7 separate regions of the Mus musculus genome follow, and regions 2, 3, 4, 5, 6 and 7 are each linked to region 1. Evidence: chromatin contacts called from public ChIA-PET, Hi-C, HiChIP or PLAC-seq and Micro-C data. All regions are on one chromosome and are shown on one strand. Each heading gives the region's core, a stretch centred on a gene start, on an enhancer-like site or on the middle of the called end of the contact. The rest is flanking DNA. Distances are from core to core; before and after follow the strand shown. Region 1 holds the start of Cbll1 (Casitas B-lineage lymphoma-like 1). Region 2 holds the start of Ccdc71l (coiled-coil domain containing 71 like). Region 3 has its middle 39 kb from the start of Gm33308. Region 4 holds the start of Pik3cg (phosphatidylinositol-4,5-bisphosphate 3-kinase catalytic subunit gamma). Region 5 has its middle 26 kb from the start of Gm40374. Region 6 has its middle 5.0 kb from the start of Gm40374. Region 7 holds the start of Prkar2b (protein kinase, cAMP dependent regulatory, type II beta).

Evidence for each region. A called contact is a pair of places that touch in the nucleus more often than the background predicts. ChIA-PET counts read pairs in DNA pulled down with a chosen protein or histone mark. HiChIP or PLAC-seq counts read pairs in DNA pulled down with a chosen protein or histone mark.
Region 2: a Hi-C map of natural killer cells shows a contact between it and region 1, with 19 times the contacts expected there. The contact joins the promoter of Ccdc71l here to the promoter of Cbll1 in region 1. A contact is called at or near these places in 3 of 39 promoter capture datasets (hippocampal neurons, liver and pre-B cells), 9 of 484 Hi-C or Micro-C datasets (CD4 T cells, CD8 T cells, the G1E-ER4 cell line and 4 more), 4 of 115 datasets of contacts at active chromatin or transcription factors (astrocytes, memory CD8 T cells, pancreatic cancer cells and 1 more) and 2 of 9 other capture datasets (adipose tissue and liver).
Region 3: a contact with region 1 is called in an H3K4me3 HiChIP or PLAC-seq map of pro-B cells, with 9 times the contacts expected there. The contact joins the enhancer-like site here to the promoter of Cbll1 in region 1. A contact is called at or near these places in 3 of 39 promoter capture datasets (embryonic stem cells, neutrophils and pre-B cells), 3 of 115 datasets of contacts at active chromatin or transcription factors (large pre-B cells, microglia and pro-B cells) and 2 of 9 other capture datasets (adipose tissue and liver).
Region 4: an H3K4me3 HiChIP or PLAC-seq map of pro-B cells shows a contact between it and region 1, with 4 times the contacts expected there. The contact joins the promoter of Pik3cg here to the promoter of Cbll1 in region 1. A contact is called at or near these places in 2 of 39 promoter capture datasets (embryonic stem cells and pre-B cells), 2 of 484 Hi-C or Micro-C datasets (CD4 T cells and granulocyte-monocyte progenitors), 7 of 115 datasets of contacts at active chromatin or transcription factors (T-cell acute lymphoblastic leukemia, double positive thymocytes, effector CD8 T cells and 4 more) and 1 of 9 other capture datasets (liver).
Region 5: an RNA polymerase II ChIA-PET map of memory CD8 T cells shows a contact between it and region 1, with 9 read pairs. The contact joins the enhancer-like site here to the promoter of Cbll1 in region 1. A contact is called at or near these places in 3 of 39 promoter capture datasets (the 3T3-L1 cell line, pre-B cells and second pharyngeal arch cranial neural crest) and 3 of 115 datasets of contacts at active chromatin or transcription factors (effector CD8 T cells, large pre-B cells and memory CD8 T cells).
Region 6: a contact with region 1 is called in a Hi-C map of the G1E-ER4 cell line, with 2.8 times the contacts expected there. The contact joins the enhancer-like site here to the promoter of Cbll1 in region 1. A contact is called at or near these places in 2 of 39 promoter capture datasets (the 3T3-L1 cell line and hippocampal neurons), 2 of 484 Hi-C or Micro-C datasets (the G1E-ER4 cell line and the N1E-115 cell line) and 1 of 115 datasets of contacts at active chromatin or transcription factors (astrocytes).
Region 7: a Micro-C map of embryonic stem cells shows a contact between it and region 1, with 5 times the contacts expected there. The contact joins the promoter of Prkar2b here to the promoter of Cbll1 in region 1. A contact is called at or near these places in 8 of 39 promoter capture datasets (the 3T3-L1 cell line, embryonic stem cells, frontonasal cranial neural crest and 3 more), 4 of 484 Hi-C or Micro-C datasets (embryonic stem cells, olfactory sensory neurons and uterus) and 1 of 115 datasets of contacts at active chromatin or transcription factors (embryonic stem cells).

What each region holds. Positions count from the first base shown.
Region 1 is chr12:31,497,752-31,501,443 of GRCm38.p6, reverse strand. It overlaps Cbll1 (Casitas B-lineage lymphoma-like 1), which reads left to right and starts at 1,828. Exons shown (of 6, transcript NM_001253847.1): 1 at 1,828-1,921. The coding sequence starts at 1,909. It overlaps Gm40362 (a long non-coding RNA gene), which reads right to left and starts at 1,824. Exons shown (of 2, transcript XR_872643.3): 1 at 1,598-1,824.
Region 2 is chr12:32,377,032-32,380,723 of GRCm38.p6, reverse strand. Ccdc71l (coiled-coil domain containing 71 like) reads right to left here and starts at 1,935. Exons shown (of 1, transcript NM_001162903.1): 1 at 1-1,935. The coding sequence starts at 1,740. The coding sequence ends at 1,084.
Region 3 is chr12:32,283,577-32,287,268 of GRCm38.p6, reverse strand. No RefSeq gene overlaps it. Among named protein-coding and RNA genes, the nearest start is that of Gm33308, 39 kb to the right of the region's middle. Within about 2 kb of position 2,033, at least 31 of the 459 cell types and tissues checked have an H3K27ac peak or open chromatin away from gene starts, as enhancers often do. A contact at or near this core is called in pro-B cells, where this site is marked.
Region 4 is chr12:32,206,895-32,210,586 of GRCm38.p6, reverse strand. It overlaps Pik3cg (phosphatidylinositol-4,5-bisphosphate 3-kinase catalytic subunit gamma), which reads left to right and starts at 1,928. Exons shown (of 11, transcript NM_001146200.2): 1 at 1,928-2,069.
Region 5 is chr12:32,167,316-32,171,007 of GRCm38.p6, reverse strand. No RefSeq gene overlaps it. Among named protein-coding and RNA genes, the nearest start is that of Gm40374, 26 kb to the right of the region's middle. Within about 2 kb of position 2,112, at least 68 of the 459 cell types and tissues checked have an H3K27ac peak or open chromatin away from gene starts, as enhancers often do. A contact at or near this core is called in effector CD8 T cells and memory CD8 T cells, where this site is marked.
Region 6 is chr12:32,136,555-32,140,246 of GRCm38.p6, reverse strand. No RefSeq gene overlaps it. Among named protein-coding and RNA genes, the nearest start is that of Gm40374, 5.0 kb to the left of the region's middle. Within about 2 kb of position 1,681, at least 36 of the 459 cell types and tissues checked have an H3K27ac peak or open chromatin away from gene starts, as enhancers often do. A contact at or near this core is called in the G1E-ER4 cell line, where this site is marked.
Region 7 is chr12:32,059,318-32,063,009 of GRCm38.p6, reverse strand. It overlaps Prkar2b (protein kinase, cAMP dependent regulatory, type II beta), which reads left to right and starts at 1,733. Exons shown (of 11, transcript NM_011158.4): 1 at 1,733-2,228. The coding sequence starts at 1,928. It overlaps Gm51992 (a long non-coding RNA gene), which reads left to right. Exons shown (of 3, transcript XR_003950224.1): 2 at 1-97; 3 at 727-791.

The sequences.
Region 1 (3,692 bases), core at 579-3,078:
GGAAGTAGTAGACCAAACATGGCCAGAGGTTTGGACCCAGCCACGAGAGGAAATAGGGACAAGAGAGGAAAATGAGAATGAGAGAGGGGAGGGGAAGAAGGGAAGGAGGGAGGGAAAGAGACGAGGGAAAGACAAATGCCAGGGTTATACAGAAAAGCAAAGCCTGGGGGGGGGGGGGAGGGAAGCCCATGAGCTGAAGTGTAGGGTCCACGGGGCTGAGAGGAGCCACTGGTACTTATGATATTGTGATACTGAGGAAGCCTCCTGGAGGCCAGCAAGTACGCACCACACTTAGCCATTTGTCCCAGTTCCTTCTGTAGCAGACAGTGGTTAAATAGCCCAGCGCATCAGCCCTAGATTGAGAGACATACCAGTACCCAACCCCACCCGACTAATTCCAGCAACTGAAAAATTATGAAAAACACCCCGTAGTACAGAAACTTACATTTTTAACAACAACAAAACCAAAAGGATATCGACTTAGAAATGTCCTTATTTGAGTGTACCTACAACCTTGTTTGTAAAGCCGCAATGAGTGGGAGTCTTGGAAAAGACCACAATTAAGACAATCACTAAATAACATGGTATACTTACACTAGGATCACTGCAGTGTTAGTCACCGTTGTTACTGTGCAACGCACACAACACATTGCTACACATACTTGATTCAGAATTGAGTACTGTGAAAATATTTTTAAGAAAGGCCAACATAATAATGTTTTATTGATCTAGGAACTCTGGCACTGAAAGCGTGAACAACCCAAGGTAACGATGTCGTCACCAAGGGACAAGCATAGAGCCCAAATCCCTTGACTCCTAGGCTGATGTTTTCCACTAATTGTGTTCCTTTCTACTCATACGAGAGCTTCAAGTGTGAAGGGCTGGGGAAGGCAGAAGACCTATTATGAGCCAAATCGAGGTGGGGGGTGCTCTGAAGGTCTTCAGCAGTCGCCGTTGACACTCTTCTTTGTTTTGGCTGAGCAAGATGAAAGCGGCAACCACAGACCCCAGGGACCAAGAACTGGAACTAGGTACCGCCTGTTGTGGTAACTCTCTTTTCTTCAGTCGGGGCCTGCCCTTTCTCATCTCTTCCTTCTAGTCAAGCTCTAACGCTCTCCCTCCGACTCCATCGGTCCCTATCTTCCCTCCTTCACCCCCTTTGCACACAACTGCTTTGTATTTTCGTTGAACGGGGACCTCCTGGTGCTCCCTCCAGCTTTAGCAGGGATTCCAGGAGCCTGGTGGTGTTCTCTAGAGCCATGGGCTAGTTAGCATTGTAACACGCGATTCAGTTGAGAAACTACGGTGGGAGCCAGGGCAAACGCGCGTGTCGAGTGGGCGTTGGGGTTCCTCAGGACAAAGCACAATTAGACAATGAGGACCTTGCCTCCCTCCCGGACGCCTAACACAGCTTCCCTCGGGCACCCACGGAGCGTGCGTGTTTACACTTCTCTACACCCGGCGGCGGATCCGGGGGGCATTCCAAACCGTTACTCCGCCCGCTGGGGTGGGACCAGCCCAACGGCTGAGACTGCGCTCTGGGCGGACTACAAATCCCAGAAGGCCTCGCGCCGCAGGGGGGCGGGCGGCGGCTTACCTGCCTGCCGCGCTTCCCTTTGGTTCCTATTGCTTTCTCACTGCGAGAAGTATCATTCCTACAGCTGAGGGCTGCCTCTGGGGAGAACTAGCAGCCTCGACACCAAAACCCTCGTGTTCCCCCTCTTCCCGCCTCAGTCCTGGCTATGTCTGACTCCTTCGCCGGAGTCGGGTGCTACGGCTAGGGAGGGAAGCCCGTGAGAGCAGTTCGGGCGCACTTCCGCCTCTGCGCTCCGGAAGGTAGGGCGCAGGCGCTTACTGCGACTCCGGAGCGACTGACTTCCGTTCCCACTGTGCCCCGCGAGCCGAATCATGGATCACACTGGTAAGGAGGCGGAGGCAGCGGGGGTCCTAGTTTCTTGCCCCCGTGGCTCGTGTGGGACTGGTCGCCCAGCAGGCACAAGGGGCTATGCTCGCCCCACTGCGCCGGGACGTGGCGGAGAGGAAGCAAGCTCAGACCCGGTCCCGGGCTGAGTCTGCTGCTTCCCGGCCTACCCTCCGGAGCGGTGCCTCCATCCTGGAGACCGGCAGCACGGCTCCTTTGGTGCCGCTGAGCTCGTTTCGGGACCCTCCTCCGCGCAGACTTGTTGGAAAGGGAGGGTCCCAGTTTTGTTTTTGTTTTTGTTCTCATTCCGGTTGCTTTGCACTTTTGCTGGGGAAATAGGCGGGCGTTTTCCACTCTCGGAATTGGAGAAGCGTCCGGACTCTGGGCGAGAGTGGGTTGGAGACTTCCTGCTGCCTCTCGGCTTCGGGCGGCTGCTGCAGTGGTCACCGCCTGTGGTTATTGTCTTGTTGGCTTTTCGCGGACTAGTGGTTAGAGAAGAGAGTCGGATATAGTTTTCGAAGTTATAAGCGGAGCATCTTTTCTACCGGAACTCAAAGCATGCCCGGTCCTTCGGCCGTGGTCCTTTCGCATCTTTTGGGGACATCGCATATTACGAGTAGCTTCAAACCTCATTTCTGCTGGCTTCGTTTTCTTGGTTTTAGTTTTAGCACTTGGCTTTGAGTGCTTCAGACAGTTTTATCGCCAAGCAGGAGGAAAGGCTTTTTCTTTAGGAATTGACTGAGTGCGCCCAGTCTTCAAACACTAAGTTATATAATTGCATGCAGATACTTGTAGGCTTGGAGATAGAATGGTGGAATGGTAAACAATAAGACTACGTTCTTGTCTTCGAGTTTTCATTCTGTCAAAGGAGACAAGCAGATTGGTTTCTTCTTTAACAGCTGTTTACAATTTGTGGTGAGAACTTTTAGAAACAGGTGCTTGCCGGGCAGTGGTGGCGCACGCCTTTGATCTCAGCACTTGGGAGGCAGAGGCAGGCGAATTTCTAAGTTTGAGGCAAGCCTGGTCTACAGAGTGAGTTCCAGGACAGCCAGGACTACACAGAGAAACCCTGTCTCGAAAAACCAAAAAAAAAAAAAAAAGAAAAGAAAAGAAAAGAGAGAGAAATGAATGCCCATGGAGTAGGAAGTTTCAGAGTGCCAGGGAAAGGTGTTTTTGGAATGGTAGGAAGGTATAGAGAGGACCAAATGTCGGTAGACTAGTTAGCTTTAAGTTGAGAAGGAGAACACAAATTACCTTTTTCAGGACTTTGAAAATCATGATAAAGGGTTTAAGTGGCTATGAAGCAACAATTTTGACTCTTCTATGGAGAATGGTGTAGGAGAGGAACAACAGAAGTAAGTATAAATCATCTATGGGTGGTTGCAGTGCCACAGAGGGAGGCTCAGTTTAGTTGAATCGAAGCTCAGTGGTAGAGCAACTTAACCAGCTAGCACGGGTCCCCAGCAACGCCGTAGGGAGAATGGGAGCAGGACAGAGAGAGTAGGCAGGGGGAGTGGGAGCAGGACATAGAGTAGGCAGTTGCCACAAATATTTTGGTGGAGAATCCAGCAGCTGCTAATAGGTTGGTTTGTGGAAGTATGTGAGAGAAATGAAAAAAACCTGAGTTTCCCAGTAGAGTGTCTTGATACTGCATGGGTAAAAGTATTACCCTAGTTTCTAAGTTATTAGCCAAAGATTGCCTGGGGAAATAAAAATTATTCTAACATGAAAATAATCACTACTGACCTAGCTAAGGTTAAAAAATGAGTTT
Region 2 (3,692 bases), core at 686-3,185, 880 kb before region 1:
TGGTACCAAGAAATGCCCCTGCCCCTCCCTATAGATCATTCACAATTCTGGGAATTCTAAAGGGTATTCTGTTTATCTGTTTATTCACAATGTCCACACGTATTGATCTCTCCTAAGCAACTTCCATCTTAATTCTCTTCCCATTAACAATCCTGAATATTATGTTACACCAGGAAGCGAGGTCAAACACCTCCAACTGGATTCCAGTCATTCTTGTAGCCAACATCTTCTTCAAAATTTATTCAATTTTTATCACAAGCCATGTGGTTCAAAACACTTCAATTTTATTCAATTTAAATGAATAGAGTAAGTCAACTTTTTCTTAAACAAAACTTTTAAAGAATATTCTACCATTTTACTTAGGAGCTCAGTAAATATAAACTTTCAATATAAAACTTTATATATAAACACCTTAACCTTTTATTTTAAAGTTGTACTTTGCATCTCTTGTTAATCACTGAGCTCATGAAATTCAAAGCCATACAAATCCTTACATTAACAGTCATAAGCTTGAAACTCTTAAAAGACGACCTTGATCAAAGCTTTGGAATCCAGTAAAAATTAGAAAACGAGTGGCCTTCAGAATACCCTGAGCGTACACCAGCACTTCACCAGGAAACATAGTCGATCTTCTGTCCAGAAAGTGGGGCTGACAGTCAAAAAGAAAACAGAAGGGGAATCAGGAGCAAGTAAAATTCTGGCTGTATTACACAAGCACGAAAACAAAATTCCTTTGGAGAAAAAAATTTGTAAGTCTTCGGAGGTCTTCCAGACCGGTGAGGTAGAGTCCGAGAGGGAGAAAACGCACGTGTCCCTCCAGGTTCTGGAGACGTCTCCATCCGGGTTGGGAAGCAAAGGGACTTCTGTCGCGGGTCCGGCCGTCCCGTCTGGCCGCGGGCGTGGGGGCCGCACCTGTCCCGATCCTGGACCGCGGCGCCGCACCGCATCCAGGGGCCTAGTTCGCGCATAAAGTGCACCAAAGGGGGCCGGTTCTGTAAACATTCGACTGACATTGACATAAGTCCGTTCCAGCGCGCGGAAGCTTCCCCGGGCGGCGGCCGGCAGGAGGCGCCGCAGCGCGCATCACAGCCGGTGCACCGGGAAGCGGCGCAGCCTCACCACCGGGTCCAGGTCCACTCGCAGCACTTGGCTCGCCCTGCGCCGCGCCACCGCCAGGCTGCGCTCGCCCCACACGTCGTCGCCGACGCGGATGGTCGGGAAGCTGGTCAGCGTCGGGGTGGCCGCCCTCCAGATCTCCTCCAGGGTGCGGCCCCCGAAGCTGGATGCGGGAGGCCCGGGCTCCGCGGCCGCAGCGGCGGGGCGCGGCCTACGGGTGTCCGCGGCAGCCCGAGCTCCACGGCGCCTCCTCCTGGGCGTTGCGCGCGGGCGCGGCCGGCGCGCGGGGCGGCTGTCGGGCGCCGGGGGGTCGGGCACCAGTGCCCGGCACGAGGAGTAGCCGTAGACGTCCTTGCTGCGCAGGATGTGCGGGGAGAACTGGTGCTTGAGGCTGCAGAGGAAGCTCCAGAGCTCCGCTTCCGAGCTCATGAACTCCGTGCTGCTGGGCATGAAGAGCTTGAAGGCGTCGCCCAGCGCCTCCGTGCTTCCGGCCAGCGACAGTTGCGACCGCGAGTACACCACCTTCTCCTCCAGCGCCTCCAGCCCGGCCCCTCCTTCCGCTCCGTAGCCGCCGCCCCAGGCAGCCCGGGGCCGGCGCCGCCGCCTCTTCACGCCGCGTCGCATCAGAGGCCGCTCGGGACCGCCCGCCGTCCCTGTCCGCGCCCGGCTCGGCGGCGCTCGCCTGTGCTGGCGCCTTCCGCCCGGCGCTGCTAGCCTGTGCTGGCGCCTTCCGCCCGGCGCCGCTCGCTACTTTTCTCGCCTCGCCGCCCCTCCCCCTCGGGGCGGAGGACGCGCTGGTTGTCCTGTGGCCGGGCTAAAGATGGCGGCAGCGGCGGGCGCCCACCCCGGGGCTTTGTCATTGGACGGCGCCCGCCCCCTCCCCTGGCTTCTCTTTCTTCTCTTCTCTTGCCTCCTTTCGCCCTCAGCCTTTCTTTAAATGGGCCCGCCTTAGTCCCCGCCTCCCACGGCCTCAGCTCCTCCCATTGGGTGCTCTCCGAGTGAGGGGCGGGGACTGATGGGGGAGAGGCCAGTTCGTGGAACATGGTGGCTGTGGTGGGTGATGGTGAGGCCCTGGAAGGCCAGTCAACCATTGGGTGGATCCATGAGGGTTGCCCTGTCAAGAGAAGGAAGTGGGTGGGTGTGAGTGCCATGTTTGGGGGTGTCGTGGGTGATTGTGTTCAGCTGTGGGTTGAGCTGGGGAAGTCTACCAGTCTGAATAATGAGAGAGAACCCCAAGACTTGATAGTATAACAGCTGAGAGAGTTGGGTATAAACTAGAAGGGATGGGCATTTCATGAATCCCTTCTAAAGTCTCAAATCCTGCTTTGGCATCTTCATATGCTTTGCCTCTCTTGACCCCATCTTTTAAGAAAACTAAAAGTTCAGGCATTGATGACAGCTTCCTTCTGGGCAATGGAACCATCTTGGCACATTTAGGAGGTACAGGTCACTGGGAAAGAAAAGAGTTAATACTGTATGAACTAAAAAGTCTGCTCAAGTTGGACAAACAGCAATGGCAGCAAAGCTGTTCTGCTGAAAGAAAACATTTTTTTTAAATCAGAGTGCTATTCCACATTTCAGTTGGTATTAAATTGCCATTCGCAGCACCATCTCTATCCTTGATGTAGTATTCCACGTAATCAATAAGATTCTTTGAGAAGAATACATCCTTAAGAATGAATCACCTTTTGTATTTGGGAAGACAGTAGTAGACATCCTTTTTGTCAATTCCTCTATTCACTCTCAACTCGCTGCCTATTCACATAATAGGCGTTGAATGCATACCAAATGGATGTATGAAATAGCACTGCCTGTTTGAAATGGAGTGCAGCACTGAAATTGCTTAGAACAAGGTAATTATATATTTTGCATTTATATTGCAATTTTCTTTGAAGTCCTTTAAACTTCATTATTCCCCTTGCTGGGGATAGAACCCAGAGCTTCACACATATGAAGACTGCACCCTACTAGTGATCTATACCCTCCAGCCCCTAAGATTTCTGTAAAATAAGGTTTTTTTTTTTTAAATCTATGTCCTGGTGCTAGAATTTTCTTCAGTAAGTATCTTATTTTGCAGCACACAATGAATGCAATGCCAAATTTTTGTGATCTGCATACAGTTAAAATAGTTCCTTTAAATATTTGAGCTGAGACACACCTGGTTCAGTCTTCTTGTCGCACAGATGAGGGCAGTTTAGACCCACAGGAGTTTATTAAGACAGCTTGCTAACAGCAGGGTTGCTGCTATAGAGCTTTATGTCCCTAATCTAGAGATCTTTATATTTCACTGCTGGTTCTTCCACACTGTGTTGTGCTAACTAAATAGAAATGCTTTATGCATGTTCAGTGGCATGACCAAAAGACATAGCTGTATACCCCTGATCGTACTTCTCACCCACAACTAGGAAATTTTAATCTGTCCTGTACTGGACACGGATAATATTTTGTTTGAACCATATAACATTTTATTTAGTTTTAATAAAAGCTAAAAAAAAAAAAAGAATAAAAGAGAGAAACTTGCTTTCCTATACTAAAGTGCACACTCTACACAGTAGGCTGATGGCAAAAATAAAAAC
Region 3 (3,692 bases), core at 784-3,283, 790 kb before region 1:
TGTGTGACTTCATGGTGTACATTCACATCTGAATATTTGGAGATAATAGCTACAAATAAGAAAGAATATGTGATGTTTGTCTTTTGGGGTCTAGGTTCATGCACAGGATGAATTGCAATCCTAAAATGTGTCCTTCTCATCCCTCTCCACCACTGTATCCTTAAACAGGGCCACTACACCCAGCCTGAGCACCAGCTCCTAAGAAACCCTTGCTGTGACGTGCCCCCCCACCCCCACCCCCCCCCTCAACCCCCCACCCTCCATCACCCGACGCGCCACCCTTGAGAACCATCCTAACAAGCTGTCTCTCTGCTCAGCAGGAGAAATATAAGCTTTACTAATTCAGAACTTGGTTGTTTTTTGCCAGCCCAGCCCAGCCCACAAATGATCTACTGTTCCTATCAAGGAAACACAGCTGTTCTATAGAATTCTATTTCTAAACTGCAAAAACATCTTGGCCTCTCCCATCATTCAGTGATAATGAATTTACTAAAACCCAAAATAGTAATTAGGGGAAAAAACACATTTATATGTAAAAATATTCATACTTGACATAAAATGTATCTAAACAAAAAAAAAAGTTTCTAATATCCTCGCAGATAGATAGATAGATGATAGATAGATAGATAGATAGATGATAGATAGATAGATAGATAGATAGATAGATAGATAGATAGATGTTTTTCAATTCATCTATGCTTCCCCCTTTAAAAAAATTAACAAAGCTATTCATGGTCCTTAGAAGGTGTTATGCACTCTACTAAAGAGAAAAGCAATAATCAATCCTACCCAGCTATAAATGCTCAGAGCTCTGATAAGGGCCTGGAACGACATGCCCACTGGTGCAACAGTGTCACCAGAGTAACCTGTCACTTTTTATTGAATATAAAGCCAGCTCTAGCAGATGGAACCCATACCTGACCTTTTTAATGAAGCCATGAACCTGCAGCTTAAGAGAGGGAAACCTACTACTCTTTTTCTTCTAAATAGACATAACAATAAACTGATTCCTACTGACTTACTGCTCTCCCCATAGACCAGAGCATCTCTCAGCTCTCACCAGAAGAGTTTCTTGCAGTGATGGCAATTCATGGAGACCACCTCTGGCCAATGTTCATAGAATAGAGACTTAAGAGTGCCCAGCCCACTCAAAGCTTAGGGATGTAAGTGGAACAGGGGAGAAAAGATGCTAAGAGCTAAAAGATGGTGGGTAGCTTCAAAAAAGCCAGTGTTCTCCAGACACAATAGGGCAAATACCCACTCAGCAATGTACAAGTTAAGTCAGAAAAATCCCAGTACAGAGAAGAGGAGATAGGCATGATGTTTCAACACTAGTCAGGAGCTATTGGTATTTAATTGCTACTGGAGAGGGGAAATAGGTTTTCTTTAATGGTGTAACACCTGGTATGTTGACCACACTTCATGGCAGACCCCACTCTCAGGCGTAGTCAGTCAGCCAACACAAACTAGACTCACATGGGGGCAAGGAGAACATGAAGTGTGGTGGGTAGAAATATGGGGGAGGATCTTGGAGGAGTTAGGAGAGGGGTGTGAGTATGATTAAAATACATTGTGTGGATTTCTCCAATAATTAACAAAAATATTATTTTAAAGAATAACAGAACGAAAGAGTTAAAACTAGCAGGTACTGACTCAATAAAGCTTTTAATGTTATCTATGTGTTAAAGATGCAAAGCTTTTCTTTTAAAGATTTATTTATTAAGTGTATGAGTGTTCTGTTTACATGTATTTAAGTTCATCACCTGCATCCCTTGTGCCCAGGAGGCCAGAAGAGGATGCCAAATCCCCTGGTACAGAAGACCATTACAGGTAGTCATGTGGATGCTGTGACCTGAAACTGGATTGGAAGAACAAGCCAATGCCATCTCCCCAGCTCTACAAGGCTTTTATTTTAAAAAGCAAAGTTATTCTAGACTTGAACTACAAAACTGCAGAAGTCAGCCACACACTTCCTCCTGTGGTCTCTTCTCTGTAGGTGATCACACCCTCATAGCCTTCTCTCACTGTTGCTCTGCAACCACAGCTATGGTTTCTTATCCTTTAGCTACACGGAAGAAACTACCAGCCCCTGGGGAATGCTGACTTACCCCATGTCAAGGGACACACAATAAAATGTCCACCCCAGGGACTGTAATGCAGGGAGAAAACTCTTCTTTTCCTGACTTTTATAGTTTTGAAGGGCACAGCCTGACTTTCCAGTTCGGTCCATTTAAACAAAAGGCAACTGCAAAGATAAACATGATGAGAATGTGGCCAGGAACTGGACACAATCAAAATGAAATCAGGAGAGGGAGAATCGTGTTTGGAGCAGACTGCCTTTGCAGGGATGGAAAGGTGGACCTTGTCATCGCCTCGTTTTCATCTGTCTGCTCCTAACAGCGTTCTCACCCCAACTGTGGTAGTTAATGCTGTCAACTTGACAAGATGTAAAATCAAGCCTCCAGGTACACCTGTGAGGAATTAAATAGATTTAGGTTTACTGAGGTGTGAAGAGTCACCTTAATCGTGGGCAGTTCCCATCTATAGGCTAGGATCCTAGACCTACCCAACCCCCTCTCTCCCTCCCTGCCTCTTTACCTCCATGACTGCCTCCCTCCTCCCTCTCTCCCTCTTCCTTCTTTCTGTTAATGGGATGTGGCCAGATGACTCCCTTGTCATGAAGGACTGAACCCTGAAACTGTAAACTAAACTTAACTCTTCTCCCCTTAAGTCCTTTTAGTCATATGACAAAACAAGTGCCCGGTTCAACTTCCTAAGCACAGACAACCTTGTCTGCAGCAGAGCCCCAAGGTGCTGAAATCTAGAAGCAGGGTTGTGAGAAGAAAGGTCAATCACTAATTGCTTCCTAATAGAAATAAGATGGGGGCTGAAGAGGCTCACTGATAAAGAGCACTGGCTTCTCCTCCAGAGGACCTGGGTTCAATTCCCAGCTCACACTTCTGGCCTCTGAAGGAGCTTCATGCACATGGTGCACTGACGCTTTCTGGCAAACACCCATAGATGAAATAAAATAATAAAATGGACACCCACCCCTACCTTCAAGATAATCCAGAGCAGTCATTCTGTCCATGTGATGAGGCCAGAGGTGCAGCTGCCTCCTGCCTCTTCCACACTCACCTCCCATCTCTGCCTCTTCTTCAGAGCTGTGCTCCACATAACCAAGGGGCCAGTTTAAAGGCTGAGCTCAAGTCTGGTATGCTGCAGAGAGAATCCAACCTTCCTAGAACTTTCCCACCAGCGGTGTCATCAGATGAGTGTGGGAGGGGCTGTTTCCAGCCAGGCTGCTCAACTCCTCCATTACTAGTGTGGGACCCAAAGGTGAGGATATTTATACTGAAATTAGTACTGTTATCAATCAGACTAATGAGGTTAGAGGTATTGCTCTTGCTAGTCTCATCCCCTGCCTTCCCAGGGTTCTGGCTCTGCATCCTCCCATCTCCAAGCACCAGGACTTCATGAATTTTATTCTGTTTTTGACTGGCAGCCTCTAAAAGTCCCAATCGCTATTTCTAAAAACAGAGTTCCCAAAATCCCACAATACAGAAAAGTGGAGCAAGTATAGTTACTTAATGTACTGATTTAAAGATAAGTCCTACTGGCATTTTTGTGTATCTTTCCAGGTGTGTGTGTGTGTGTGTGTGTGTGTGTGTCAGTATCTATATTCTAGTGCT
Region 4 (3,692 bases), core at 679-3,178, 710 kb before region 1:
TCTGCCTAACAATATTCACTACAAATAGTAAATTTTAGTGGCTGTATGAGCAATTGAAGACGATCATAGGACGTTTAATCTCAAACCACCGGTAAGCCTAAAGTATTTGAAAGTTTAGTCAGAGAATTGACATTTTTTTCACATGAGTGAACTTAGCTGAATAGTCCTTTCAAAAGAAAAAGGACCCAAGAGCCTGAGTCTAGCATTTCTGAAAGCGTGCATATGCATGTGTGTGTAAAGCTGGAAAGCTGAGAATTAGTCAGCTCACAGTCCCCTCAGGTCAGCGTCCCCTCTGAAGAGCCCTACTCACTTCACCTGCTGTCAGGGCCCCCCCAAACACACACACACACACACACACACACACTGAGTGAAGCATAACTTGGTAAGTCTTCCCCCCTAAACAATTCAAGCTACCCTGAGACTTGTAAAGATACCAACCTCTCAAGGAAGTATGCTTACATAGAAATATGCTTTGGAAAGCTGAAATACCCCCTTTACATATCTGAAATTCAGCAGCCTTTGAATCAAGACTTGACCACTGCTATTGACTCTTAAACCACTATTTTAAAGCTAAGACCCAAAGGACTTTATCTTTTATGTACTGTTTTCCTTGTTGCTGTGACAAAGCATCCAACAGAAGCAATTTAAGGCAGAACGGGAGTTATTTTGGTTCCCAATTTGAGGGTACAGTGCATCGTGGCAGGAAAGTCATGCCGGCAGGATCATAGAGCAGCTGCTAACATTGCATCTGCCATCAGGAAGCAGATGAACAGGGCCTGCCGTTCTCTGGCTTTCTCCCATCCAGAACTGCAGCTCCCATGTTTAGAGTGGACCTTTATATACTTCACCTAAGCCAGTCTAGAGACAGGCTTATAGGGATGCACAGAGATTTGTCTCTTAGATTCCAGATCCTGTCACGTTTACAATCTGTACGAACCATCACAAGGACTGTGTGAGAGGAAATAGAACAGGTCAGAGACTCTATCTCAATATCCACGAAGCTCAAAGAAACTCATGAGGCTGTGCTTCGGAGGGCTGTGTGAGGCTCCTCTATCCTTCTTGCTGTTCCAGCTGGAATCCTTGACAGCCTAGTGGGGGAGAATAAGCCCTGGTATAGAGACCCCTGGAACAGGGGACGACTGGCTATGCTTAGGGTTGTAGAAGGAATTGAGGTTACTTGGAAAATATAGGACTGCTTTAAGAAGAATTCAGAGCCTGCCTCCTCCCTGTTCTCCAAGCCTGTGGAAACTGGAAGCCATCTCTCAGTGATTACCTGCCTGGAGCAGGCAGTTTCTAGCTCCCTAATGTCGCCAGGAGAGCAATGTCCTCCTGTTTTGTCTGACTAATTCATTTTCACACACACACACACACACACACACACACACACTCAGCATATCAGCAACAGGCACACACATTGCATGCTGCAGGACTTTCAGTTTGTGATATTTTGAGACTTGAATGGTCTAGAAGGGAGGCAGGGGGAGGTCTCACCAATGTAAGGAAGTGAGTTCCCAGGCTTTGCTCTTGCAAGCATCCAGACTGAGCCCAACAGTCCACAGTTACAACACACACACACACACACACACACACACACACACACTAGGGCTTATTCGAATTCTCAAAGGGAAATAGATTTCACTACAAGCAATCCAATACTGTGGCTACGCAGCCCTTTCTTCTACTTATTGCTAGCTACACACACGCTTCATTTGTTTATGCCTTGGGTATATTTTTGGTTTGTCTGAGTCTCTCACAATCTTTGAAGAGTTAATTCAAAGAGTGAGAGAAATAGTAAGGCAAACACCGTTCTCTGTTCCGCTCTGCTCTGTGTGTGCTTCAGCAGGAAATGCATTTCTGACACTTTTAAAATGAGCAATCACATGTATAATCAACTTGGTTAAAACTTCCTTCCTGGTAACTGCAACACTTCCTCTGCATCTGGATATGAAGGGAGCCCCAGAAAAGAGGAAGAGACGAGGTGCCCCGGGTAGGTCTAGATTCGTTTTTTTTTTTTTTTTCCTAAAGTAAACAAATGATCCTCCTCCGCATCACCTCCAGGGCTGCCTCAGGTACGACTGCTTTCTGTTGTTTGCTCTTTGCTTGGTATGACTTGGAACAGTAACACCTTCCTTCTCAGCTAGAATCTTTTTGTCTGGATCCATTGCCGGTTCAAGCTGAGCCAACCCCCGAGCGTCTGAGTTTCCTTGTCTCGGCGCGCTTAGACTGTGTACATCCACAAAGTTCCGTCCAGCAAGGGCTTGCAGGTGCACTAGTTCTTTCTGTTTTTGTTTGTGCGGAAAGGGGCGGCCACAGAGCCCGTGACGGACAGGCTCCAGAGTCGACCAAGTGCTTGCTTGGGAATTCTGTCCAGACAGTGTTTTTGTAAGAGGACAAAGCTACTTAGTCCCAGCCATGAGGAAACCCAGTGAGTATTTGGTCAGCCTTTTCTCTTCTGTACCTTGTATCGTGCTATATAGCGTGAGTTCCTGCTGTCACTGAGGCAGATAACTGAGTTATATTTGTATGCTTAAATTTGGACATGTTTTATTTTAAGTTCATGTCAGTATCAAAATAGTTTATGGTTCTTTTCTTTGTTGGTTATTCTATACTATACCAAAAGACCAAAGTGAATGCTTTAAGCTACCAAGCAACAGTTGTTTGGGACAGTTGGTTTCATTTATTTACTAAGTATAGCTTCATTATATTTTAAAAGGAGGGAGAATTGACTTTTAAAATAGTTTAACCCAAGAATTGTACATAAGTTGAGATCCAATGTAACTTGTCTTTTATAGCTTTTAATCAAGATCTCCTTTGGGGTATATAATTAACACTCCACTGTTCTTCAGGAAAAACTAATTATGGATCTCATTAACATCAATTAGAGAGTAAATGATATTTTCTGAAATATTTTGTTTCAATATTTGAATGTGGTTTAGAATATAATGTAGTACCAATGTAGCAATGTTAAATATTAAAATCAAAATTTTTATGAATCATTTTTATGGATTATTTTTTAGTTTTGGAACTCTGAGCATTTCAGTCATTAGTTGATGGGTTCATAGTTATGCTTAAATACCTTGTAGAGGGCAAATACCTAAATATAGGTAATATGATGGGAACAAATTTGTAAATTCCTGCTATGGAGATGAAAATATTAGGACATAAGGAAACTGAATTATTGTTTCGGGTCATGGGAGGGCAGGAATCACGTCTTCTACTGTGTCCCCTCTAAAGCAGAGGCAGGCCAAACCAACTGGCTCAGTTAAAATTACCTAAAAGTTCATATTGGTAAAGTCCATGTATGTTAGCACCTCCCCCTGCCCTAATATAGCAGTGATAGCTGGAATGCTCTGCATTCCATGACCAAAATGGTATGTGTGGGGACACGGCTTTGATTACAATCTTCACCAGTTTTACTACACTTGAGTTTTATGAATGGAATGACTAGCTTTCTTATATAGAAAGAAAAAATGAAAAGAAAGAAGACAGGAAGTTGACTAGGGAGACTGGGTTCAGACAGTTTGAAAATAGAGAAGATGAAGCAAGATTGGGTGTCTAGGTTAGAGAAGTGTGAGACTGAACAGAGGAAATGCATCGGCATTGGCTTGTTCTCAAAGTGATGTTCAGGGTCTCACACCGCACCTTAGGGACTCAGCCTTTGCCCTCCACTGTACTGTCTTATGCATCTGTGA
Region 5 (3,692 bases), core at 863-3,362, 670 kb before region 1:
AGATAACACAGAAGACACTTGGGCTGTTGTAAAGAGCAAGTGACATCACGCATAAAAATGAGTTTAATGGTCTAAGAGCAATGCTTAAGATCTAGTGGGAAAGGGTCTGGGATAAGTTAATACTGGGAGACATGGGCAGAGCCTGTCTCATCAGACAGCAAAGGACCACCAGGCTGTAAAACTCCATCATTCCTGGCACTCTAGGAAGAAACAGTTGTGCACTTCATTCCATTGAAGAGGTGAGCAGTGCGTTTAACTTTCCTGGCTTCTCCAGTGCTTCTCTGTGTGCACCAGGCCCCTTTGCCTGCTGCAGATCTGTAAGCTTCAGGTTGTAAAAGGCCTGGCCTAAAAAAATTAAGATGAAGAGTAATAAAGGATACCTGATGTGTAGACTCTAGTCTACACATGTGCACGTGCGCACACACACACACACTAAAATAATAATAATAATAAAAGAGAATAAAAATAGTCACCATACTTCTTTATAATAACTAAAATTTGCAAACAGCCCTTAAAGTCTCTCTACAGGAGATCAATTAGCTAAGTGCCATTGAATTAAGAGCTGGGGATGTGGCTCTAATTGATAGTGCTTGCCTAGAGTGCACACAAGTGAGGCTTCAACCACTTGCCCTGAATAAACTAGATATGATGGTGCACACCTCTAATCCCAACGTGAAAGTTAAGGGCAGGAGGACATTCTAGGTTATTCTCTAATACTTAAGGAGTTTGAGGCCAGCCTATGCTAGATACTCTGTCTCAAAAATCAATTTAAAAATGTAAGTGGTGGTAAGTATGTGCATACATAAAAAGTTTGGGAGTATATATATATATATATATATATATATATATACTCACACTGGTGTTTGTTTTTGTTTTTTTGTACTAGGGAATTGAATCTAAGGCCTTACACATGGAAGACAAACACTACCAATAAGCTGTATCTTCAGCCATTTTTATTTTTATTTTTATTTTTATTTCACTATATAGCCCTAAGTTACAGGGGCTTGCCTTGAACTCACACTGTAACCCAGGCAGACCTTGAGCTTGGGATCTTTCTGCCTCAGCCTCCTGAGTGTCTGGGAGCTATAGCTTATACTATTAATAGTGATAGTTTTTTCTGTGCATTAACTTTTTTTCATTTGGATTTGGGGACGTTTCGAGTTTCTTAACCAGGAGAAATTAATATTTTCATTTTCTGGGGAAAAAAGATGCATTCCAAATGACAATCGTCTCTTTGTCTCTTAACGTAGATCATGCTGCACTAAAAGCTCAAAGGGCGGCAGAGGGACTAAATTTGAAGGCCTTATTATCAAGCAGTGGCTTCAAAGCTATTGTTGGAAGTTGGGATTTGAAAACAGGGACCTTGAAATCTTCAGCCTTATCCCTACCTGATGGTGATCAGTCACTGCTAAAACTGGCCTTGATCTCTGTTCAACAATAGCAGTGCTTTGAAGAAGGTGCCACCTGCCACTAAGTCAGTCAGGAGAGTCCTGCTTGCTGCAGCTCTTCCCAACTGCAGACCTGGTGCTGCCTGTGTGGTCCTGCTGGGCTTTCCAGCTCGCATCTGAAGTCCCCTGAGGAGGTGCAAACAGCCTGTTTTCACTCCTTGTTAATGTCAGATTCTTTTCTAAGCATTTGCTCATTAACACAACTGAGTAAATCTTGCTGCCTGCTGCTTTAGTAGGAATTATCCCCTAAGCGGGGCTCGGTGTGGTTCTGAGTCAGGGGGCCTGTGGCCTATCAAGGGATGCAAGGCCACTTTGCAGTGTGGAGCAGCAAGCACCATGTGCCTCTCAGCAGAGGAACAATCGCCTGGCAATCGACCCCAGAATCTTCTAGTTTTACTTTAGAATTAAAATAGCTTCCTATTGTCTGGCAGAAAGCCACCCACCATTTCCGACCATTGCAAGGTTTATGGTTGAACAGTGCTTTCTGCAACCTGATGTGTTTGGTAGGTAAGTCTACACAAGTCCCCACTGCACACACACACACACACACACACACACACCACCTTTCCTCTGCACCATCACAAAGCACTTGTTCTGTTAAGCTACCAGCCCTGTGGCTACAAAGGGCTTCCCCTGAGGAAGTCTCATAGCCACAAAGAAGTACCAAACCCTTGACTACCCCCACCCCACCCCGTTCTCACCCCAGCTGTGCTCAGTCCACAGTTTCACAGTTCTAGACACCAGAGAAAACAGCCTCTCACTTTAAGAGCAACTCCTTCCTCAGGTACTAATTGCTCAACGTGAATGGACACATTTGCCGGCTTTCAGTAAGTAAATAGGCTTGGCGCCTTAAACCTCCAGAAATTTAAAAGATTCTGAATTCTTAACAGAGGAACCTTTAATGGCCAAGAAGCACTTAAGAAATATTCAACATCCTTAGCCATCAGGGAAATGCAAATCAAACGACTCTGAGACTCCATCTTACATCAGTCAGAGTGGCTAAGGTCAAAAACTCAAGTGACAGCAGATGCTGACAAGGATGTGGAACAAGGAGGAACACTCCTCCATTGCTGGTGGAAGTGCAAATTTGTACAACCACTCTGGAAATCAATTTGGCAGTTTTTCAGAAACTTTGGAATAGTTCTACTCTAAGACCCAGCTATACCACTCCTGGGCATATACTCTAAAGATGCCCCACTACAGCACAAGGGTATGTGCTCCACTATGATCATAGCAGCGTTATTCATAATAGCCAGAAACTAAAAACAACCTGATCCCCTCAACTGAAGAATGGATAAAGCAAATGTGGTACATTTACACAATGGAATACTATTCAGCTATTAAAAGCAAAGACATCATGAAATTTGCAGGCAAGTGAATGGATCTTGATATTCTCATGTTGACCCAAAGAAACTAAGTAACAAGGAGGCCCTTAGAAGCAGAAACAAAATAGTCATGGGTAGTGAATGGAGAGAAGGAACTGGGTGAGAGAGGGTGTGAGGAGGGGAACAGGGGTGAGGTTCAGATGTGGGGAGGGGGTGAAGGAGAGGGCTTGTAGTGAGAACAGAAATCGATGAGGAGCATCTCTGGAACTGGCTGGAGATCTTGGATGGAGGAAGCTCTGAGGAATCTATTGAGGTGATCCTAGCTGTGATTTCTATCAGTGGTAGATATGGAGACTGAAGTGGCCACTTCTTGTATCCAGGCAGGACTTCCAGTGGAGGGAAGGGGACATCAACCCACCCACAAAACCTTCTTCAACCCAAAATTTGTCCTACTTACAAAATGTGCAGGAATAAAGATAGAGCAGAGATTGAGGGAATGACCAACCAATGTCTGTCCCAACTTGAGACCCATCCCATGGGAGAGAGCCAGCCCCTGATGCTATTAATGATATTCTGTTATGGTTGCAGACAGGAGCCTAGTATAAGTGTCTCCTGAGAGGCTTCCTCCAGCAACTGATGGAAACAGATGCAGAGACCCACAGCCAAACATCAGGCAGAGGTAAAGAAACCTTGTGAAAGAGTGTGAGATAGAATTGAGCAAGCCAGACGGGTCAAGGACACCACAAGAAGACCTACAGAGTCAACTAACCTGGGCCCATTGGGGGCTCACGGTGACTGCCTCACCAGCCGAAGAGAATGCAGGGGCTGTACCTAGGCCCCCTACACATTTGGAGCAGATGTGCAGCTTGGTCTTCATGTGGGTTACTTAACAATCGAAATGGGGGCTGTCTCTGACTTT
Region 6 (3,692 bases), core at 432-2,931, 640 kb before region 1:
CACGTCTTGGGGGCCTAGGGAGATGGCTAAGTGGTGATGAGTGCTTGCTACTTTTCCAAAAGACTGAGTTCAGTTCCCATCACCCAGGTCCAGAGGGTCACAACCACCTATAACAACTCCAGCTCCAGAGGACCCAAGGCCCTCTACCGGCCTCCTCGGGCACCCACACTCACGTGGCACGCATACACATAAATACAAATGGAATAAATCTTTAGAATACATGCTTTATGAGTTTAGGTAAGGTACATCCAGCCATCGGCATCCGCTTGGCACTGGAACACAGACAAGAGTGAGCCTGTGAGATTTCAGAGAGAAGGACTTGTCAGCCCTTGGACCAAAGTGAATTCATTAAGATGTAGATTGTACTCAGAGCCAGACTCAAGGTCGATTTCAGCTCTAATTTGAACTTTTACCGTAGATTCTAACCCAATGGGGAATTTTTTTTAATGAAAAAATTTGGTATCATTGCTCAAGGACAAATGTGGAATCCATGGTCCCGTTTTTCCTCCTCTGTAAAAGGGGGGAGGAGTCAAGTCCTCACTCTCTTCCAGCCACTGTTAGGATGACCACATGCCAGAAGATTCCCTGTAGACATGGTAGTGCCTTGAAGTTGAGTGTTGTGTTGAGCAGTGAGCCCTGCCTAGCCTTGACCCCATTCCTATGGGTCAAAACATTATGAGTCTGAACATTATGAATACCTGCCCCTGGTTCTCCTTTATATCCAGAAGAAAAGAAAAGGAAAAAAAAAAAAAAGGTTACCATAACTTCTGGCTGAAATAATGAAATGAGGACAGTTTTCCAGCAGCAGGAAATTGTCAGACGACATGAGCAGGGGAAGTGTCTAGTCAGGCCAGCAGCAAACCTTGGAAAAACTGGAAACGGGGAGAGGTGGGCTCAAGCAAATATCCAGCTTAGAAGGGGAAAGGAACTCAAAATGCCAGAGACCCCTCAAAGGGAGTGGGGAGCTTTTCAACTCCTGCGACTATGAGGGTTACAGGGGAGTGGTGGGCTGTGTATCAAGGTCGGAAAAAGACAAAGCTCTTGGTCTGAGTTTGCATAAATAGGGAAGAGTCAAAGAGAAGAAAATGGCTAAGAGCCTGAATTTGGACTAAAGTAAATTCCGTCAACATGATTAAATATACACAAGGCGCAGAGAGGAAGCAGGAGCCAGCACCCAGGCTCACCATAGGAGCCAAGCCACAAAGTGCTCACACAGTGAGTCTGTCTGGGGGCTGGGTAAAGGAAAGTCAGTCCAGAGGCCTGATGTCAACTCCACAGCAGCATACAGAAGCAAACATGAAATGTGTGCCAACACCAAATGGCCCCCAAGTCATCACCCACGGGTTTAACTCTTGCTTGTGCCGGGCAAAGTCAGACCCAAATGTCTGACTTCTGTGGATCTTCTTTATAGAATGTGTTTTTGATAATACCAGTTCCTCTTACCCTGTGAGGTTCTAAGAGTCAAATATAATGCCACAAATGAGGGAAAGATCAAGTATCTGATGTTCAGCTGGACAATTATGTCCCCTTCCCTCAAGAACACGTACGTGTTCGTATTGGATGAGCGAGCGCCAGGCCTGGCCTTGGTTTTCCTCACCTCCACCCACACCCCTCCCACCCCGAGCACACAGCTTTCTTCCTTCTTTGCAGCAAGCCAAGCTGTACCCCAGCTGTGGCCTGCCCATGCTTTTCTTCCTCTCTTCCCTCAGAGCCCTGCTCAGCAACAGCCTTATAGGTTCTGGGAGCCCAGCCCACTTCCCCCTGCTGAATTGCTGGGCTCCCCGCTTCCCTATAGATTACATCACTCCCTGGAAAACCGGCCTGGTGCAGCATCCTGGAAACAATCCACCTTGCGGCAGCCCAGCACAAAGGACAGATGCACCTTCTTTCCCGTGCTCCTTAGCTAACGAGGATGGTCGGGAAGGAGGAGTCTGCGCTAGTCTAGGCCCTTCTGGAGCTTTGTGGGGCTCTCTGGAAGCTCGCAGAAGTAGGCATAATGGCATCTGGGCCATTAGGTGGCATCTCAGAGGAAACCTCATTCTGTCTTTGTTCCTTCTCCACCTACTCAGGTAGCTGCCCAAGGCGTCTACTTGCCCTTTGCCCCAGCAAACATGTCCTAAACAAGACATGCGCAATGACCACATCAGTTTACCTGCCAGTGCGATGGGGAGATCTCATAAGACCACTGGATGAAGAGCTACAGGCAATTAATGGCTTTTGAGGGAATCAGTGTTTTCCAGGGATGAGTCCCTCGATAGGCTGGCCCAAGTGGTCAGCCCCAAACACATCTGAGCAATACTAAATGAACTTACTCAGGTGCATGCATGTATACATATATAAACATATACACATATATGTAAATAATGTGTATAAAACATTACAGAAGAAAAGATCATGCTTTTGAGAGGGCATGGAAAGAAGACAATGGAGGTGCAGTGGTTTGAATAAGAATGGTCAGCATAGGCTCATATATTTACTTAGTCATCAGGGAGTGACAACTATCTGGGAGAGATAGGAATTGCAGCCTCGGAGAGTATGTAGCCTTATTGGAGGAAGTGTGTCACTAGGGGTTGGGCTTTAAGATTTCAGAAACACAAACCAGGCCCAGTGTCTCTGTCTTCCTGCTGCCTGCAGATTCAAATGTAGAACTCCCAGCTCTTTCCCCAGCACTGTGACTGCTGAATGCAGCCATGATTCCTTCCACGGTGATGATGGGCAAAACCTCTGAAACTGTAAGCCAGCCCCCGTTAAATGCTTGCCTTGAAGAGTTGCCTTGGTCATGGTTCTCCCTGCAGTAATAGAATGCTGACTAAGACAGGGGTGGGGAGTGTAAATACAGCATCATGTATGAAGTTCTCAAATTTTACAAAGAAAAAAAGAAAGAGAAAAAGAAAAAGAAAAAGAAAGAGAGAGGGAAAAAAAGAAAAAGAAAAAGAAAAGGAAGAAGAAAAAGAAAAAGAAAAAGAAAAAGAAAAAGAAAAGGAAGAAGAAAAAGAAAAAGAAAAAGAAAAAGAAAAAGAAAAAGAAAAAGAAAAAGAAAAAGAAAAAGAAAAAGAAAAAGAAAAAGAAAAAGAAAAAGAAAAAGCAGGCAGAAGTGGTGTACACCTTTAATCCCAGCACTCAGGAGACAGGAACAGGCAGATTTCTGAGTTTGAGGCCAGCCTGGTCTACAGAGTGAGTCCTGGACAGCCAGGGCTATACAGGAGAAATCCTATCTTGAAAAAAGAGGGGGCTAAGAGGGGCGCTTAAGATCATCACATGTTTTTTACTTCACCCTTTTTATGAATACATTTATTATTATTATTTAGTTATATTAATCACGTTGTTCTGATTAGAAATACAGAACCCAGCTAACTTGCCCATCAAATCCCTGGCTGATTGGAGACGGCTGTAGAACGTAAGCTCCCGCTGTAGAACCTTTATGCTTGCTGCTCAGTGTAAACGCACCCTCTCCCAGGTACCCAGAGGCAGAAGTCTTCACTGCTTACCTTCTGATGTAACCTCTGGTGGGAAATCTATTTTAAATCTCTCTCTCTCTCTCTCTCTCTCTCTCTCTCTCTCTCTCTCTCTCTCTCTCTCTCTCTCACACACACACACACACACACACACATCTCACAAGCACACACCACAAGTATCCTTTATTCTCCCCTCCCCCTTCCGTACCTCATCCTTTCTCTATAGCACTAACACTT
Region 7 (3,692 bases), core at 484-2,983, 560 kb before region 1:
GGTCAGGCACCTACCAGAGGGCTAGAGTGACTTCTAAATGCACCACTGGCCAAAGCAGTCACAATCCCCCTTGCGTTGCACTCCGGGCTTAGGAATGGTAAAGTTGTTCTGTGGAAGAGCACATGGGCTGGGAGGTACCATTACTCACTTTCAGAAAATAAAATGTATGTGGTCAGAAGTTGTAGCCAAAAGAAAAGATGAGTGTTTGCTGCCGGAAGGAGGCTCCTTTCTCTTCCCCACTTTCCTGTTAGCTGACTTAGAGGAAATGACTGGAGGTGGAGGAGCCACAAAGCCAGAATTACACAGCAATGAGCTTGAATGAGCGAGGATTCTTGATCGACATTGAGGACCGCAACGATAAAATCCCATCTTAACTAGTATTCTTTGCATTTTCTGCTGAGCAGTAGGGAGAAACATGATAGAAATACATCTTAGATTATTGGATCTGCAAAACATTTCGGTAGAGAACTTGACTAATACTGTGTTCCATATGGCCTCATGTGAAGACCACATTTTTCTGAGTTTATTTCTTATACACCACACAATTACAATTTAGAAGTATGTTATTTTAAAAAAAACACACACCAGTATTATTATTATGAGGTTAAGAAACTGAACTTGAGAAATGAATTCCCTTATGAAAAAAAAAGATAAATAAACATTGTAAACAAATGGGTAAGAAGCAATTTTTAAAAAATAAAACGAAATGATATTTTTGATTTCTAGGTTTTGGGTTTCGTGAGTCACATATTTTCCTTATGTGTGGGCAGAAAGGTAAGTGAGAACAACTAAGGAAATAAAATAAAACTCAATAAATAAATAAAACTTAAGAATAAAATAAAACTCAAGTGAGTTTGCACTTGGACTGCTTTACAATGAAATGGGCATCGTAGAAAATAAAGTATGCATATTTATACAGCGTTTAATTTGGCAAAAGATAAATTTTTCTGTTTCAAAATTCTCAGAATAGGCTCGTTTTAAAGACAAGGGTTTTCTTTAAAAAGCACAAATGTGTAGTTCTCTTTTCCTTTTTATTGCTATATTCAAATTTTGGAGATTTAATTGAAGTGACGCAAAGTGTCAGGAAAGGTTTTAAAAATAAGCAACAAGAGGCTAATCAGGTAACACACCCTTAGTTGTCTGTCCAGCTGCCCTGACTACCCTGTATCCTGTCTTGAAGGATCAACTAACTTTGTTAAGTGCTACACAATAAATGCGGCCTTTGTCTCAGTAACCAGTAGGAAATGTACTAAGCAGAGTGTGGCAGAGCATCTGTAAGGCAAACCATCACAGCCACGAGGCTAAAAGGCGGAATTAAAGAAAATTTTGTGACAGACAAGTGGCAGCATCTCTTTTATCCAGAAGAGAACCAGTAGGGCTGTGCGACTAACAAAAGACACCACGCACGTTTCTCTTGGGGTTGGATTCTAGGAAAAGGAAAAGCCACCAAGGTGGAGGCTGAAGTTTCAGCAGGAATTGCGCCGCACCAACTCTGCGTGGGACAGGGAGAAAGGTGCGTGGGATTCGCTCAGGGAGCTCAGGTGGAGCGCGCGGCCTCAGCCCCACGCCCCAGGCTCAGGCTGCCTCCACCCTGGGGCCACTTGAGAGGCGGCAGTGCTCCCGCCCGCCGGGTTGCCATGGTTTCCGGGGATCACGTGGGCGCGCGGGCGGAGGCGGGGCGCCGGGCGGGGGGCGGCGCAGCGGCGGCGGGAGCAGGAGCGGGAGGAGCTGGAGATGCTGCCAACCCTCCCCGGGCTGTGCTCGCTCTGCTGCTGCCGCCGCACGGAGCAGCCTCGCCGGGGGCCCAGTGCGCCGCGCTCGCAGCCGGTAGCGCCCGGGGCGCTCGCTCGGGAGCCGCGCAGCCCGAGACCGGACCGCGGATAGGGGGCGAGGGCGGCGTCCAGGCGCCTCGGCGTGCACGGGCAGGATGAGCATCGAGATCCCCGCGGGGCTCACGGAGCTGCTGCAGGGCTTCACGGTGGAGGTGCTGAGGCACCAGCCCGCCGACCTGCTGGAGTTCGCGCTGCAGCACTTCACGCGGCTGCAGCAGGAGAACGAGCGCAAGGGCGCCGCGCGCTTCGGCCATGAGGGCAGGACCTGGGGGGACGCGGGCGCAGCCGCCGGGGGCGGCATCCCCAGTAAGGGTGTCAACTTCGCCGAGGAGCCCATGCGCTCCGACTCCGAGAACGGCGAGGAGGAGGAGGCCGCGGAAGCAGGGGCGTTCAACGGTGAGGACCGGCCCCCTCGCGCCCTGAGCCCCGGCCGCCGCGTCCGCCTCACTCTCGAACCCCGCCTCGCTCTTGAACCCCGGGCTGAGCTCCCCACCTTCCCCGTGCTCTCCACCTTCCCATTACGCCCACCCCCTCAGCACCCATTTCGGTCGCTCCCACTCGCCCACCTTCCTACTCAGCTCTCTTGTCATGCCCTCCCTTTCTCTGGAGGTGGGGAAAGGAGAGGTTGCGCTCCCGCTGCCCCTCTGTCACCTCTCTTTCCGGGGCGATTTAGGGTGGGCATCTTGCTGGATCGTTAACTTTCCCGTGGTTGGAGATGTCTCAGGCTCCGGGAGTACCATTGTGCATGAAGGGCGCTTGGCGGCCTCTTTTCAGCCCTTTAGATTTATTAATGGAGTGTTCTGGGAGAAAGGGCGAAGCATGTAGGACTCAGTGAGAAGAGTGTGAAATCGGACTCGCTGAGGTAAAACAAATTAACGATAATAGCTGTGACATTCTTGGAATACGAATAATTTATTTTCCAGTTTTTCCAATACCATGTGGTGGCGATATTTTTGGACATATAACAAAGGAGCATATTTAGCCTGATACCTAGGGGGTCTTTGGCATGAGGAAATAGGCCAATGATTTTCTTTCTTTAAAAAAAAAGATACAAAACATATATTGAATGATTTTGATGTTCTTTTTAAAGTGTGTGGAAAAAAAAATAACACCATGGGAAGTTCTAAGAGCTTTGTCAGTTGTCTTAATGAAAAGCCAGCCAGCATCTAAGGACCACGCCAGACACTGAAGCTAGAGAGAATGAATGGGAGAGAAAGGGATTGTTTTAAATAGCTGCTTTTGGCGAGTCCCACCCCTTATGCTTCCCACCTCTCCCTGACACACCAGACACACATGCGTGTTTACACAATATGACCAAACCCCAGGTTTTGCAGGAGCCCGGGCTGAAATGCCGTGGTGTGCAAATGGACAAGTATTTTCCTTGGTGGTGTGAGGCGAGCATGCATGCAGCTTTTATTTGTTGATGCTGCTGGTGTGGGATTTGTGTGTCCACAATGCCTTTCACACAGTGAAAACACTAAAGGGCCATTCACTTCATTTCCCTTACGCCCTCCTCCCAGGAAGATTTTCATTCCTTTGTAGAATTAATTATATGTTGAATGGGTTATAAAATTAATGCATTCTTAGCTTGTTTAAAACACACAAACCCTGGATGTTAGTGCTCTGTGAATGTGAAAGATTGCTATTTAGATTTTTAATTTGGGACATTTGGGTGCTTTGAGAATAGGGTAATCATAGTTTTAATTGTTCCCACACCAAATCAGATGCTTGTCTCACTAGGAAGGGGAACTAGACAGCATCTTACACAGATGGTATAGAAAGGACAGTGACGTCTAATACTTGTATGCACACACATTTGTGCACATGCTATGTGTCTGTGGCATGGGGATGCAAGCGCAG